Regions from separate parts of the Sus scrofa genome. Here region 2 is linked to region 1. The links are chromatin contacts, called in public Hi-C maps. All regions are on one chromosome and are shown on one strand. The core of a region is the stretch at or near the end of the contact, and the rest is flanking DNA. Distances in the headings are between cores, read along the strand shown. Region 1 holds the start of BRMS1 (breast cancer metastasis-suppressor 1). Region 2 holds the start of YIF1A (protein YIF1A).

Evidence for each region. A called contact is a pair of places that touch in the nucleus more often than the background predicts.
Region 2: a contact with region 1 is called in a Hi-C map of liver, with 4 times the contacts expected there. The contact joins the promoter of YIF1A here to the promoter of BRMS1 in region 1. A contact is called at or near these places in 3 of 47 Hi-C or Micro-C datasets (brain, liver and mesenchymal stem cells).

The regions. Positions count from the first base shown.
Region 1 is chr2:6,044,155-6,050,679 of Sscrofa11.1, forward strand. It overlaps BRMS1 (breast cancer metastasis-suppressor 1), which reads left to right and starts at 1,923. Exons shown (of 10, transcript XM_003480672.4): 1 at 1,923-2,073; 2 at 5,219-5,364; 3 at 5,443-5,533; 4 at 5,653-5,780; 5 at 5,906-5,985; 6 at 6,073-6,169. The coding sequence starts at 5,226. B4GAT1 (beta-1,4-glucuronyltransferase 1) reads left to right here. Exons shown (of 2, transcript NM_001315579.1): 1 at 1-549; 2 at 791-1,066. The coding sequence ends at 982.
Region 2 is chr2:6,096,016-6,103,232 of Sscrofa11.1, forward strand. It overlaps YIF1A (protein YIF1A), which reads left to right and starts at 1,734. Exons shown (of 8, transcript XM_013994066.2): 1 at 1,734-1,964; 2 at 2,659-2,870; 3 at 3,024-3,128; 4 at 3,271-3,349; 5 at 3,586-3,717; 6 at 4,786-4,843; 7 at 5,564-5,657; 8 at 5,748-5,950. The coding sequence starts at 1,934. The coding sequence ends at 5,894. CNIH2 (protein cornichon homolog 2) reads right to left here. Exons shown (of 6, transcript XM_021082810.1): 5 at 7,178-7,217; 6 at 6,332-6,972. The coding sequence ends at 6,945.

The DNA of each region.
Region 1 (6,525 bases), core at 673-3,172:
CCTCGGGAGCCAGGAGAGTTTGCCCTGTTGCGGTCCTGCCAGGAGGTCTTTGACAAACTAGCCAGGGTAGCCCAGCCCGGGATCAATTATGCACTGGGCACCAATGTCTCCTACCCCAATAACCTGTTGAGGAATCTGGCTCGTGAGGGGGCCAACTATGCCCTGGTAATCGACGTGGACATGGTGCCCAGCGAGGGGCTGTGGAGAGGCCTGCGGGAAATGCTGGATCAGAGCAAGCAGTGGGCGGGCACAGCGCTGGTGGTGCCCGCCTTTGAGATCCGTCGAGCTCGCCGCATGCCCACTAACAAAAACGAGCTGCTGCAGCTCTACCAGGTGGGCGAGGTGCGGCCTTTCTATTATGGGCTGTGCACGCCCTGCCAAGCGCCCACCAACTACTCCCGCTGGGTCAACCTGCCAGAAGAGACCTTGCTGAGGCCTTCCTATGTGGTGCCCTGGCAGGACCCCTGGGAGCCATTCTACGTGGCCGGAGGCAAGGTGCCCACTTTCGACGAGCGCTTTCGGCAGTATGGCTTCAATCGCATCAGCCAGGTGCTCATAAGGGAGAGGGCAAGGGAAATGGGGCAGGAGGGATGGTGAAATCAGGGAGCTGTGGGTGGCCCTGGATGGAAAGGAGCCAGTGAGGCAGGAGGGATCATAGTTTAGGAGGTGGCTGGATGGCTGAAAGATCCAGGATGCCTCCAGAGGAATGGGCATGCTGGAGTGAGCAGTGATGTCCGTCTCTGGCCTGGGAACCTCATCAAACTTTGCTGACCTATTTCTCCCTCCACAGGCTTGTGAGTTGCACGTGGCAGGATTCGATTTTGAGGTGCTGAACGAAGGTTTCCTGGTTCATAAAGGCTTCAAAGAAGCTTTGAAATTCCACCCCCAAAAGGAGGCCGAAAATCAGCACAATAAGATCCTTTACCGTCAGTTCAAGCAGGAGTTGAAGGCCAAGTACCCCGACTCCCCACGTCACTGCTGAGCCCTTCCTTCCCCTAGTCTGAGAAGTCTCAGCCTCCTCCCTCCTTAGGCCGCCCCTCAGGCCTGACTGGGGTAAGAAACGTCACTCCACTTTACAGTGGTAGCTGTGGTGTTTGAACACTGGACTTGAATATGGGGTGCTGGGATCAAGTCCTAGCTTAACCACTAACTAGCTGTGTGGCCTTGAGCAAATCCCGTTCTCTCTCTGAGCCTCAGTTACCCCGTCTGTAAAAGGGAGGTGAGAATACCTACCTCACAGAACTGCTGGGAGGCTCAGATGAGATGCTATATGTGAAAACATTCTGTAAGCTTCGTACAAATGTGAAGTATTATTAATATTATTACAGTATTATTATTGTTGTTATTATTATTGTTATTATTATTAACAATCTTGGGTGGGTGAGCAGTAGGAGAGCAAAAAGTATGAATGGGGGCAGAGCTGAGAAGTCTGAGTAGTTAACAAAATGGGCTTTTTGGAAAGAAATCAGATGAAGGCGTTGAATTTAGTTCTTAGCTTTTGGGCAGAAGCCGAAACTTCCTGGTGTCTTAGGCCTCCGTCCCGGGGGCTCTAGAGAAGGGAAGGATCTGCAGGTTCTGTGCGTCTGAGATCTGTACCCTTGAATAGCCTGGGCTGGGTGATTTGCCTACCGACTACAATGTGTAAATAAATGAGTGTTCACACCTACAGCTGGCTCCATTACTCTCCGGAACCGGGCGGGGGTGGGGGCCGCGGGTCGCAGGTTCTCCCCTTTCGCGCCGCCGGGAGGTGACTGTGGACCCAGACGCGAGGGCTGCAAAGCTAGGAAGGCACAAGGGCCTTTCCTGCATGCTGAAAGCCTGTGTGAATGTCGGTCCGTTGCCATGGAAACCGTCCCGCGGTATCCCAGCATGCCTCGCCCCAGCTATCCAATTGTGAGCACTCCGATGGGCGCCTCCTGATGACGCATGCGGAAAGCGCGGGTAGGCCCCGCCCCCGGAGAAGAGGGACCGGTGCGGCGCTTCCGGGACCCCCACAGCGGCAGCCAGTACCGATAACCTCCGGCACCTCTTGGGGAATCTAAGACGTGAGGCTGGAAGCGCCACTACCTACGGGTGCGTAACGCCAACCCTGGCGCCTGGTTTGCCCTTTCGGACAGGCAGTCGGAGCCTGCCCAATATCCAGGGCGGTAGCGAGACTTAACCGCCCGGACGCGAGCTGGGGCCGCGGGACCGAGGAGCCAGTGACTCTCCCGCCCGCTCCGCCGCGTACGGAGATGGAGCGGGGCGCGAGGCTCTGGGTGCGCCGTGGAGGGACTGGGTCGGCTTCTTCGAGGGTGGGGAAGAATCTTCCTTCCTACGAGGCGTGCCCTTGACATGCTCGCTTTCTGAAAAGATAAATTGCATGTGCACAGCACCTTATAGTTTGCTTTTCGATCCCTTACCTCTTGCCATCTTTACAACACCCAGAGTAGTGATGGTTATCCTCATTTTGTACCCGGGCTAAAGTGGGGAGGATGTGATTTAATTTGGCTCTCTCAGTAGACCCAGAGACTGGTGGAGAGAGACCTCCCCCCAAGCCCCGCCCTCTCTGGTCCAGAAAGGTGGGACTTACCCCGAGTTGTTAAAATATATTTAACAGTGAAGAGAAATTGCAAAGTTTGGGAACTCCAGGAACTGAGGCTTGAAAAAGGGAAAGAGGAGGCTGATTTGGAGAACCGAGGTTTTCAGCTCAGGTTCAGATCATTTGTGAAATCCTTGAGGAATGCTTTGAAACGGCCCTCTAGGCCAGTCAGTTTACTCAAACTGATGTCAAGGAAAGGTGACAAAACACTTTGGGTTTGCTACCACTGTAGGGACCAGGGGCTACTAAGAAAGCCATTTCCTGCCCTGCAAAAATGTGTTTTGTTTAATTTGCATTCGCAAATCCTCCAGTGGTCTAGTGAGTCAGTACTGCGCGGGGTGGGTAAAGCGCGTGTGCAGCCCTGCCCTGGGGAGGCTCACAGACAGGCATGAGGATGGGCAACAGACGTGGAAATAAATAAGGAGGGGCATCTACGCGGATCTGAAGGACTACAAAGTACCCAGAGGAAAACATCCGGTGAAGTAGAAACCCCTTTAGTCAGAAATGATCTATTGAGACTGTTTAGTCTTCCTCTTGGGCGATCTTTTGGCAGCATTTGGCACTGTCTCATCTCCTTCATTCTGAAATTCTCTCTCTCCCCCTATACTCTGACTTTTTCCTCCTCTGTCTCTTGCTAATTTCCTTCTCCTTTCCTGGCATCTTGTCATCTGCCCCTTTGATGACCCTAGAAGTTCCATCATGAACTCCTTCTCACTCCACACATTCTGCCTTGCTGGTTGCACCCTCTCCCAAGGCCTGAAGAACTCACGATGTGATGACCAGATCTCTGCAGCCCACATTTCTCTGTGAGGCTTAGACCCATGGACCCCCAGCCCTGCCCCCTTCTCTCCTCTTGGGGTGTTTGCACCTGCTACTCACTCTACTTAGAATGCACCCTCTCTTGACCAGCTCAGCTCATCTGTCTGGCCCATCTTCCTCTGCAGGCCCTCACTGCTGCAGCAGGCTCCAGGTCCCAGTTAGATGCCTCTCCCGTAAGCCCCTGGTCTTAACTCTTCTCACCCCACAGCAACAGTCTGTTTCTTAGCCTTTCTGTCCCAGGAACTTGTAAACTCCTTGAGGTCAGAGACTGTCGCACCTGTGCCCAGCTCCTACCATAGTGTCTGCTGCTACCTAGCATGTATTAGATCTTCAGTAAATATTAAATGAGTGACTAAAAGAAGGAATGCTTAAGACTGTTCAGTTTGCTGAGAAGTCAACCTAAGATAAGCACCAAAAAATACTGGCATTAGGTACGAGGAGTTCGTCAGTTAACTCTACAGGATGGGCTTCAGCTGAGAGTGATGATACAGGAACAGAACAAGTGGGAGGTGGGCGAGTAGGAATAGCAAGTGTCCACAAGGCCTTGAAAAGTAGCCATGAGGTGGAAAACGGCGAGCAGTGGGGTGGGGTGAGGTTTTGTGTTTCTGCTTTCTCTCTCTGGTGGTAGATACCTGAGCACGTCTGACGTTCTCTGGGAGGAGCTGTCAGGAGCGAGAGTTGAAGATGCATAAGGGAGAGGGCAGCACTGAGGACATGAGATCATGAAGGAAGCAGGAGATAGGATTTGAGCCCAGTGAGAACACAAGCATCGTAGAGTGTTCTCAGGAAGAGAAGTGGAGGGCGGTGTAGGCAGAAGAATAGCACAGGAGTTCCCGTCGTGGCGCAGCAGAAAGGAATCTGACTGGGAACCATGAGGTTTCGGGTTCAATCCCTGGTCTCGCTCAGTGGGTTAAGGATCCAGCATTGCCGTGAGCTGTGGTGTAGGTCGCAGACGCAGCTTGGATCTGGCGTTGCTGTAGCTGTGGTGTAGGCCAACGTCTACAGCTCCAATTGGACCCCTGGCCTGGGAATCTCCATATGCTGCGAATATGGCTCTAAAAAGACCAAAAAAAGAAAAAAAGAAAGAAAGAATAGCGCCGTGGGCGTTAGGGCTGGTGGGGAAGTGCGTGGTATATTTGAGAACTGGCCAGCAGATGGTGGGGTGAAGGAGCTGGACCGGTGATTCAAGTCCAGTCTGTGCAGGGCCTTGGAAGCCCGGATCAGAAGTTTGGGCCCAGGAGTTCCCATTGTGGCTCAGCAGTAACAAACCTGACGAGTCTCCATGAGGATGTGGGTTCACTCCCTGGCCTCGTTCAGTGGGTTAAGGATCTGGCATTGCTGTGAGCTATGGTGTAGGTCACAGACGGCTCGGATCTGGCATTGTTGTGGCTGTGGTGTAGGCCGGCAGCTGTAGCTTTGATTCGACCCCTAGCCTGGGAACCTCTATATGTCGCACCTGTGGCCCTAAAAAGCAAAAAAAAAGAAAAAGAAAAGGTTTGGGCCCAGTCCGGTAGGCAGTGGGGAGCCCACCCTTGGCCTTTCCCAGCTGACGGGTCATCGTCTTGGCTGGTGTTCCCAGGCCTGGGATCACCGACAGTGTCCAAGGGCATACGGGCATGCCCATGGCTCCCGGGCTCCTGGGAGATGTGCGGCCAGGGCTGCTTGCACCTGCTCCACCGAGCGTGGGCACGCACAGGATGTGGTGAGTCTCGTGCCTTCCCCAGTGGTCCCCCGCCTGCAGTTAGGCCACTCCTGGAGTAGCCACATTCGGGCAGAGCTGTGGGTAGTGGCAAGTACTGGCTCCACCGCTACTCCCAGAGCCCAGATGCCTGTCCAGCCTCCGAGCAAAGACGCAGAGGAGATGGAAGCAGAGGGCGACTCGGCTGCTGAGATGAACGGGGAGGAGGAAGAGAGCGAGGAGGAACGGAGCGGCAGCCCGACCGAGTCCGAGGAGGAGAGCTCAGGTGAGACCCGCAAGCCGGCCCTGCCGCCCCCGGCCCCGGCCCCGGCCCCAGCCAGCCCTGACTGGCCTCCTGTCCCAGAGATGGACGATGAGGACTACGAGCGCCGCCGCAGCGAGTGCGTCAATGAGATGCTGGACCTGGAGAAGCAGTTCTCGGAGCTGAAGGAGAAGTGAGTGTGGGGACCCTGGGGCTGGCCTTCCGGGAGTCCGCGGGCCTGGGGCCTGTGCGGCGGCCCGCACGCATTTGACGGCTGAGCACAGGGGTGCACGGCTGCCTTTTACCTCCCAGGTTGTTCAGGGAACGGCTGAGTCAGCTGCGGGTGCGGCTGGAGGAGGTGGGAGCTGAGCGGGCGCCCGAGTACACAGAGCCTCTCGGGGGGCTGCAGCGGAGCCTCAAGATTCGAATTCAGGTGGCAGGTCTGTGGGCTGTCCCCCTACCGGAGCCCACGGCTCTCTGCCCCCTTCCTCCCTCATCCTGCCCCTGCCTCGCCCGGCTCCCGGCTGCCCTTTAGTCAGGCAGGGCCTCCCCTCGGCCTCCGCAGGGATCTACAAGGGCTTCTGCCTGGACGTGATCAGGAACAAGTACGAGTGCGAGCTGCAGGGGGCCAGGCAGCACCTGGAGGTGACCGTGCAGCCCCTGGGTGTGGGCGCTGGGGGGGACGGAAGCTGCGCCCCTGCCCGCCTGGCTGAGCCACTCCGCCTCTTCCAGAGCGAGAAGCTGCTGCTCTACGACACGCTGCAGGGGGAGCTGCAGGAGCGGATCCAGAGGCTGGAGGAGGACCGCCAGAGCCTGGACATCAGCTCTGGTGAGGCGAGGGGCCCCCTCTGCCCTGTCAGTGCCGCCCGCAGGCAGGGCCTGGGCTGCCCCACCTGCACCGGGGGCTGGTTAGAGGACCTGCCTCGTGGTCGCTGTGGGGACTGAAAGCCAGCAGGGACAGGCCCAGCCCAGCCCCGGGGGACACAGTGGGGGCTCAAGAGGACTGGTCCCGTGTCTGCGTCCAGGCAGGACACGGGGGAGGGAGGGGTTGTCCCCACATCCCTGTCCATGAAACAGATGAGGAAACCAAGGCTCCCAAAAGCACAGCGTCCTCTTTCCCGGGCTTCTCTGTGCGGCCAGGGAAGAAGGGCGGGCCCAGGGAGGGCCCACGTGAGGGTCGCAGGC
Region 2 (7,217 bases), core at 484-2,983, 52 kb after region 1:
TGAAAAGGTGTTGGATTCAATGCACATTCATCATGCGGGGCAGGGGAGTGGGATTTGTCCTTCATGAGAGGACTCCTTCCCAGATCCTGCTGGCCTCAGTGCTGCTCCCTGGCCCTCAGGGGCCTCAAACCTTCACTTCAACCCCTGGGTCAGGGCCTAGCCCCCAGGGTAGAAAATCACTAGATAGAGGACATAGGGAGCTGCAATGCTAGGTGGGTTTGGTTTGGTTTGGTGACTTTTTTTCCCCCAAAGAGCAATTCAGAGACCACTTGGTCAACACCTCTACCCGTTTAAAGATGAGGTAACTGACATGGTAGAGAGAGGAAAGAACTTAACCAGGATTTCATGCATTTATTTTTTATTTATTGGGCACCGGTGTTTATTGAGTGTCATCTATATGCAAGTACTGTGACACATTCATAAGTATTGTGAAGACCAGGAAAGAAATGGAGAATGACACAAGCCCTGTCCTCATGGAATTTACATCCAGGGCAAACCACTGCACCCAGAGAAAGCCTAGAACCTGGCCTCCAGCCTCCACCCCAAGCCAGGTAAGAACTCTGTTCCCTTTGTCTCTCTGAGAGGCACAAGTTGATCTCACTCTTAAAGGATAATTTGATTTTGGACAAGTGGGTATGAGGGGAAGAGCATCCCAGGTGGAGGGACTTCTGGGCAAAGGCCCTACTACTGGACCATGTCGACTGAGTTCAGAGAGCAGGAAGGTCACCTGGTGTAACTGGACACTGGGTATCTAACTAGAGGCAGGTCGCAGAGGACCTGATCTTGCTGGAAATGGTGGGTGGAGGCCTCCAAGAAGGGCGGCCCCCAGAGGCTGTCTTTGGGGAAGGTGGGAGTGAGAGAAAGGTGGAGAGTGAGGCTTGTGGGGAGGGGGGTGTCTCACTTCTAGATGACTGCTGGGCTGGCAATGACTCAGGAGTTTCAACCACAGCTTCAGGAGGTGAATCAGCACACCTCCACTCACAATCGTCTGGAGAGTCGTGGGACAAGTCTGGCGCAGGATCCTATCCCAACTCTATTACCACCCAAACTCTGGGACTTAAGACCTGGACCTCAGTTTTTCAACCGTGTAATGGGTGTGTATTTGTGTGTGTGTGTGTGTGTGTACAGCTCAGGCCCTCCCAACATCCTGGGGTCGGCAGCTGTGGCTGTAGGGCATTTCAGCACCAGAGGATGGACAGCAACCGCGAGGAAAGGAGGGGTGGGAGGCGGGAGGAGCAGTCAGTAAGTATCCTGGAGCTCGCTTGGCCGCGCTGTCACTGCTCGGCCGGGCCTCCTACCAACACCTCCTCGGGCTGCCAGGGCTCTGCGCCAGTATGGAGGACGGGAAGGAAAGCTAGCATTGAGAGGGAGGGGCAAGAGCCCGGAGGGACAGGGCTTGGCTACAGCCCCACCATCCCATTCCCTCCTGGAGTACGTCCCGCGAGTGAATCTTCACCCCTGGACTCCAACCGCAGCCCGCCTCCGCCTAGTCTCCGCCTGCTGTAGTCGTGGCAGGGCGAGCGTCAAATGGCCACTGCGCAGGCGCGGAAATAATTCTCAACATCCTCTTACCTTAACCCACCTATTGGCTACTCCGCCGCGAACTAACAAATCCATTATCCAATCCAAGAGCGGATTAAATTGCTCCGCCTATTCTGCCGCCCGGAAGTTGACGGCTGCCGAATCCGCATCAGCGAGGGCGCGCCAGTAGCCAATTGAGAGAGGGGAGGGGCGAGTCCGCGCCGCGGAGGAGCCAATGGCAGGCGGCAGGGGATGACGCTGTGGACATGGCTGCTGCAGTCGGACAGTACAGAGACGTGTCGGGCTGTTCTGTAACCTCGGTCCGTGCCCAGGAAGCGGAGCAGCTGCCCCACTAGTATTCTTACCGACCAGGCGACGCAGCGGGCCCTCGGAGAGAGCGAGCGTCGGGGCCATGGCTTATCACTCGGGCTACGGAGCCCACGGTGCGTGGGGCGCGGGGCGGGCGGGGCGCGGACCGACCAGCCGGAGGAGGGTCGGCGGCGCGGCCCGCTCACCCTGAGGGAGAGGGGCGGCCGTGACCGCTGCCCAGAGTGGCAGATGTCACTCGGGTTCCTGCATCGTGAGACTCAGCAACGCGTCCCGGACTTCGCCCTCTTGGCCTAAACCTGAGATCAGATCCGGTGGTGACAGCACTACTGGGATCCCCGTGCCCGACTCGGACATGATTGGGGTCTGCCTCCCAAACTTCCTTTCTCTGTCGTGACCCTGGTAGACTTGCTGACCATTACCCAGGGCCTCCGTGTACCCAGCCGTCGCCTTTACCGCCCTTGTTCATGGGGGATGCCCTCCCAATTATCTTCTCCACCTAGCAAACTCAGTCTCCAAGGCTTAGTTCAGAAATCACTTCCCTTGAGAAGCCCCCAGGAACCCTCATGGGGGCACCCAATTCCAGGGGCTGCCTCAGCTCTTTCTTTGCCCACTTTTAGCATCTCTTGAAACAGATTACTCATCAAAGTTCTTTCTGTGTTAACTACTCCTCATCCAGCTAGAATTTCCTTCACTGATTGCTTGGTGCTCCCAGGACCCATACAGGGCTGCCCAGCCTGGGGACGGGGCAGTGGTTTGGGCTCATGCTTGGTATTCCTGTCACCTACTCTGGTACCTGCAAACCCACAGGCTCCAAGCACAGGGCCCGGGCAGCTCCGGATCCCCCTTCCCTCTTCGATGACACAAGCGGTGGTTACTCCAGCCAGCCAGGGGGATACCCAGCCCCAGGAGCCGACGTGGCCTTCAATGTCAACCACTTGCTTGGGGACCCAATGGCCAACGTGGCTATGGCCTATGGCAGCTCCATCGCCTCCCATGGGAAGGACATGGTGCACAAGGAGGTGTGGCCCACCCCCAGGGCAAGGGGGGCAGGATTTCTGCCCAGGGCTGGGGCATCACGGGGTCCCACCCAGTCCTCCTGGTAGCCCTCAGGGGAGGAGCACCCTGAGGTCCAGGGTGCGGCTTGCCCACAGCCTCCTCTTTCCACCTCCCAGCTACACCGTTTCGTGTCTGTGAACAAACTCAAGTATTTTTTCGCTGTGGACACAGCCTATGTGGCTAAGAAGCTAGGGCTGCTGGTCTTCCCTTACACACACCAGGTGAGCTGCCTCCCAGGGCGGGCCCCCTTGCCTCCCTCATCCTGCCGCAGAGTCCGATCCCCAGATCTCAACCCCCCTCGTTCCTCTCTTCTTGTTTTTTCCCTCTAATCCGCCGCTGCTGCTGCGCCGCCGCCAACACCAGAACTGGGAAGTGCAGTACAGTCGCGATGTGCCTCTGCCCCCTCGGCAAGACCTCAACGCCCCCGACCTCTATATTCCCAGTGAGTCTTTGACCTGGGCTGGGGCATGTGGGCAGACTTGTGCCCTGAGGCACCGAGAAGAGAGAGGCGCACGTGTTGATTCAGCATCTGCTCTTGGTGCTTTTGTGTGTGGCTTTCGTGGTGTCTCTAGACACCGGGTAGAGCAGGTGGACAGAGTGGGATGACCAGGAGGCAGCCTCCTGGGTGTGCCATCAGGGTACTTCCGGCCACTTGACTTGAACCCTGTCCCTCCTCAGCCTGGACCCCAGGGTGTAGACCTGGCCCTGCAACTTCCAGCTCTGGAACCTCAGGTGCTTTCACCCTTCTGAGTAACTGGAATTGCCATGGTTCCTACCACAAAGGACAGGAAACTGTGGACATTCAGCGAGGTGATGTGCGTGCTGAGCACAGGAATCGGCAGCAAATAATAGCCCTTATCACTGTCATTACTTGCCCCCCAAGGCCTGCTCCAGCAGCCCCTCCTCTGAGGAAGCTGTCACTCCCTTCTGGGTCCCACAGCTGTCCAACCACATGGCCTGGGTCAGGCCACCCACACGGTGCTGTGGCTGGTGGACCCTGGTCTGAGTCCTCTCTGTCCAGGGACTGCACAAGGCGAGGCCCATAGTGACATGAAGGAGTGGTGGCGGGCCTGGGGCCAGCCCTCCGAAGGGCTGCCAAGAGGGCAGCCAGTGGCAGGGAGGGCAGCATGACAGCCCGTGGCCCTGGAGAGTCACAGCTTCTTCTTCCCCCTCATTCTGCTTCCCTGTCATAGTGGCGGGTAAGGCAGGAACCACCATCCCCTCTCACGTGTCAACGCCAAGGCTCAGAGAGCTTTGAGTATATTTGAGGCCACGTGGCTGGTAGTTTGGTTCCTACTCCATGTCCTTGTGGGCACATCAGTTCTCGTGGTGCCTTCAGGGGGCCGAGGCCAGGACTCATGAGTTGAAATTGCTGTGAGAGGCCATCTCCCACCTGAGCTTTTGTGAAAAGAGCAGAGGTCCATGTGGCAGGGTGGCCAGAGCTGGAGCCAGTACAAAGGCCAGACTTAACATTTCTGGCTGAGGTCAGGTCACCCCCATGGCCTGGACTGCTGGGACTGCCTGGGTTGTCTGCCGAGCCTGCCTTTTGGTCCATCTGGCCCCTGCCTGTTGGTCTGGGATGAGCAATGACCTTGACCTGTGATGTCGTTTCTGAGACACAGCAGGAAACTTTAGGGAGTTTCCTAGTCCAGGGACAGGGCAGGAGGAGGCCTAGTGGTCCTGAGAGAAGGGCAGGGTGGCATTTACCCAGGGGGAAAAGGCTGCACAGGGAGGGCATCCCAGGCAGGCAGGCATGTTGGGAAATCCAGGGAAGGAAACACTGCGGGTGAAGGGGTGACTCCGAGTACCTAGGTGTGTGTTGGGGGTGGTGCACTGGTGGAGAAACCAGGCTGATGACATGTCTCTGGCTCTTGGCAGCGATGGCCTTCATCACCTATGTGCTGCTGGCTGGGATGGCGCTGGGCATTCAGAAAAGGTCGGTGCCAACCCCTTCCGCATCCCCAGCACTTCCCCGCCCCTGCCACAGAATGGCTGGTTTGGGACTCACCTCTCCCCACCCCCACCCGGCCACAGGTTCTCCCCAGAGGTGCTGGGCCTGTGTGCAAGTACCGCGCTGGTGTGGGTGGTGATGGAGGTGCTAGCCTTGCTCCTGGGCATCTACCTGGCCACCGTGCGCAGTGACCTGAGCACCTTCCACCTGCTGGCCTACAGTGGCTACAAATATGTGGGGTGAGCAGCTGTGGACCTCAAGGGAGGCCGGCCTGGGTGGGGGGGTGCCGGCTGCCTGGACTCCTGGCCTGTTGAGCTGCAGCCTCGAATTGTGACCCTGGACACTCTCCGCCCCTCTAGCTCTCCTCTGCTAGGGGACCACCTGTCTCCCGCATCTCCTTGGAACTGTGCAGTGTTGCTCAGGAGGTCAGGGGCGTATTGAGCATCGCCTGGGAGCACAGGAGAGAAAGGCCTCGAGCTGGGGTGCTGAAGGGGGTCTCAGATCCAGGGCCTCGGGCTGAGCCCTGGCCTTGCCGTTTCATTCGGAGTCTAGGTCCCTGTGGGTCCCATTCGGGGTCAGGGGCTCCAGTGACGGTAGACCAGGTCTAGGCTGGGCTCGGGGTCCTGGCAGGCGGGCTCAGTCTCAGACCTGGATGCTTGGGAGGGCTCCAGCCTTCTCTTCCTCCCCCGCCCCTGCCCTCTGCAGGATGATCCTCAGTGTTCTCACGGGCCTGCTTTTTGGCAGCGATGGCTACTACGTAGCGCTGGCCTGGACTTCGTCTGCGCTCATGTACTTCATCGTGAGTCTGGGTCGGCCGCTCTTTGCCCGGGTCAGAGCTGGGGACAAGCCTCCCCTCCCGGCCCAGCTTCAGCTCCCTCCTGTCTTCCAGGTGCGCTCTTTGCGAACTGCAGCCCTGGGCTCCGACAGCATGGGGGGCCCGGCCCCCCGGCAGCGCCTCCAGCTCTACCTGACCCTGGGAGCTGCAGCCTTCCAGCCCCTCATCATATACTGGCTGACTTTCCACTTGGTTCGGTGACCCCTGGTCCCTGCTGGCACTGATTTTTCCATACAGCGAAGATTTGGTTTCCTTGATGTCGTTTGACCCTTGTTTCTGGGGCTTTGCGGGGGATTTGCTAACACTGCTGGGCCTTTGCATTGCCCGGGGCACCAGGCTCAGGCCTTCTTGGAGCAGGGGAACCCAGGGTGGGCTTCCTGGGGCTGGCGGCCTTGATATGGCCTCAGAAGGTGGATGGAAGTGTTTCAGCAGAAATAGCTGTTGATCTGTGGCTGGGAAAGTGAGGCTGGAAGGGGGCAGCTGCTAAGGAGACGTTGAAGGCTTCTGATCCATTGAGGGGCTCCCTGGAGGGGTTCTTGGGGTGAGCCTAGCTGTGCTGTTTGAGGATTTAGCTCAGGGCTGCCCCCTACACAGTCCCTTTGCCCCCATCTCGTCTATGAGCCTTTCAGGAGCAGAACTGGGGCCCATGTGTTTGCAGTAGTTTATTCATATTTTGTCACAAATGGCCGGGAAGGGGGTGCCGGACTCCTCCAGGCAACATAGAAAATAGGTCCAAGAGACAGGGGAGGCCGGGACTGGGACAGCTGGGGATGGGAGGTTGTCTGGAGAGAGAGCCTGGGGGAGGGGAGAGGGCAGACTAGGGGTGGGGCTGCCCCCCTGCTGAGCCTGCTCATTCCCGGTGTGGGTACCCCCCCACCTGCAGGGGGAGCCTCAGGGTGAGGGGTGGAGGGGGCGGCCCAGAACTTCCAGGGTCAAGCCCTGCCCCATGGCAGGGTCTAAGTTCCCCTTGAAGCGGACAAGGCCGGAGGTCCCGCCCCTTCCAGGACTGACTGCCATGCCCACAGGCTGGCAGAGGAGCCCCTATTTAGAGCTCTGCCCAGCCCTCGTCCAAGGGGAGGGGGCTCTGAAGGCGGGAAGTCCCCGCAGCAGCAGTTTGGGGGGTGGAGAGGAGGCTGGGGGCACCAGTGCCCCCTCCCTCCCCAGGGCTGAGGCCTCTGCGGCCCAGGGGCAGGGCTGGGGGTGCACAGGCGTCCGGTCCGTTCTGGGCTCGCTCCCTGGCCGGCTTCCCCCTTAGAAACTCACCAACGTATAAACCATACTGTGGGAAGACAGGCAGTGGGCCGAGTCACAAGTAGGCCCGGGCAGTGGCCACCGGCCACCGACCGTGTCACGCCCTAGGCTGCCCTCAGTCCTCAAGGGCAAAGGGCAGAAACTTGGGGCCCAACCATTCCTGAGATTGGAGGGATAGCGCCTGGAGCATCCATCCCTTCCCTGACTTCTGACTGCCGTGGGCAGAGCCTCACCTGTACAGGTAATAGAAGAAGGAGAGCAGGTAGAAGGCGA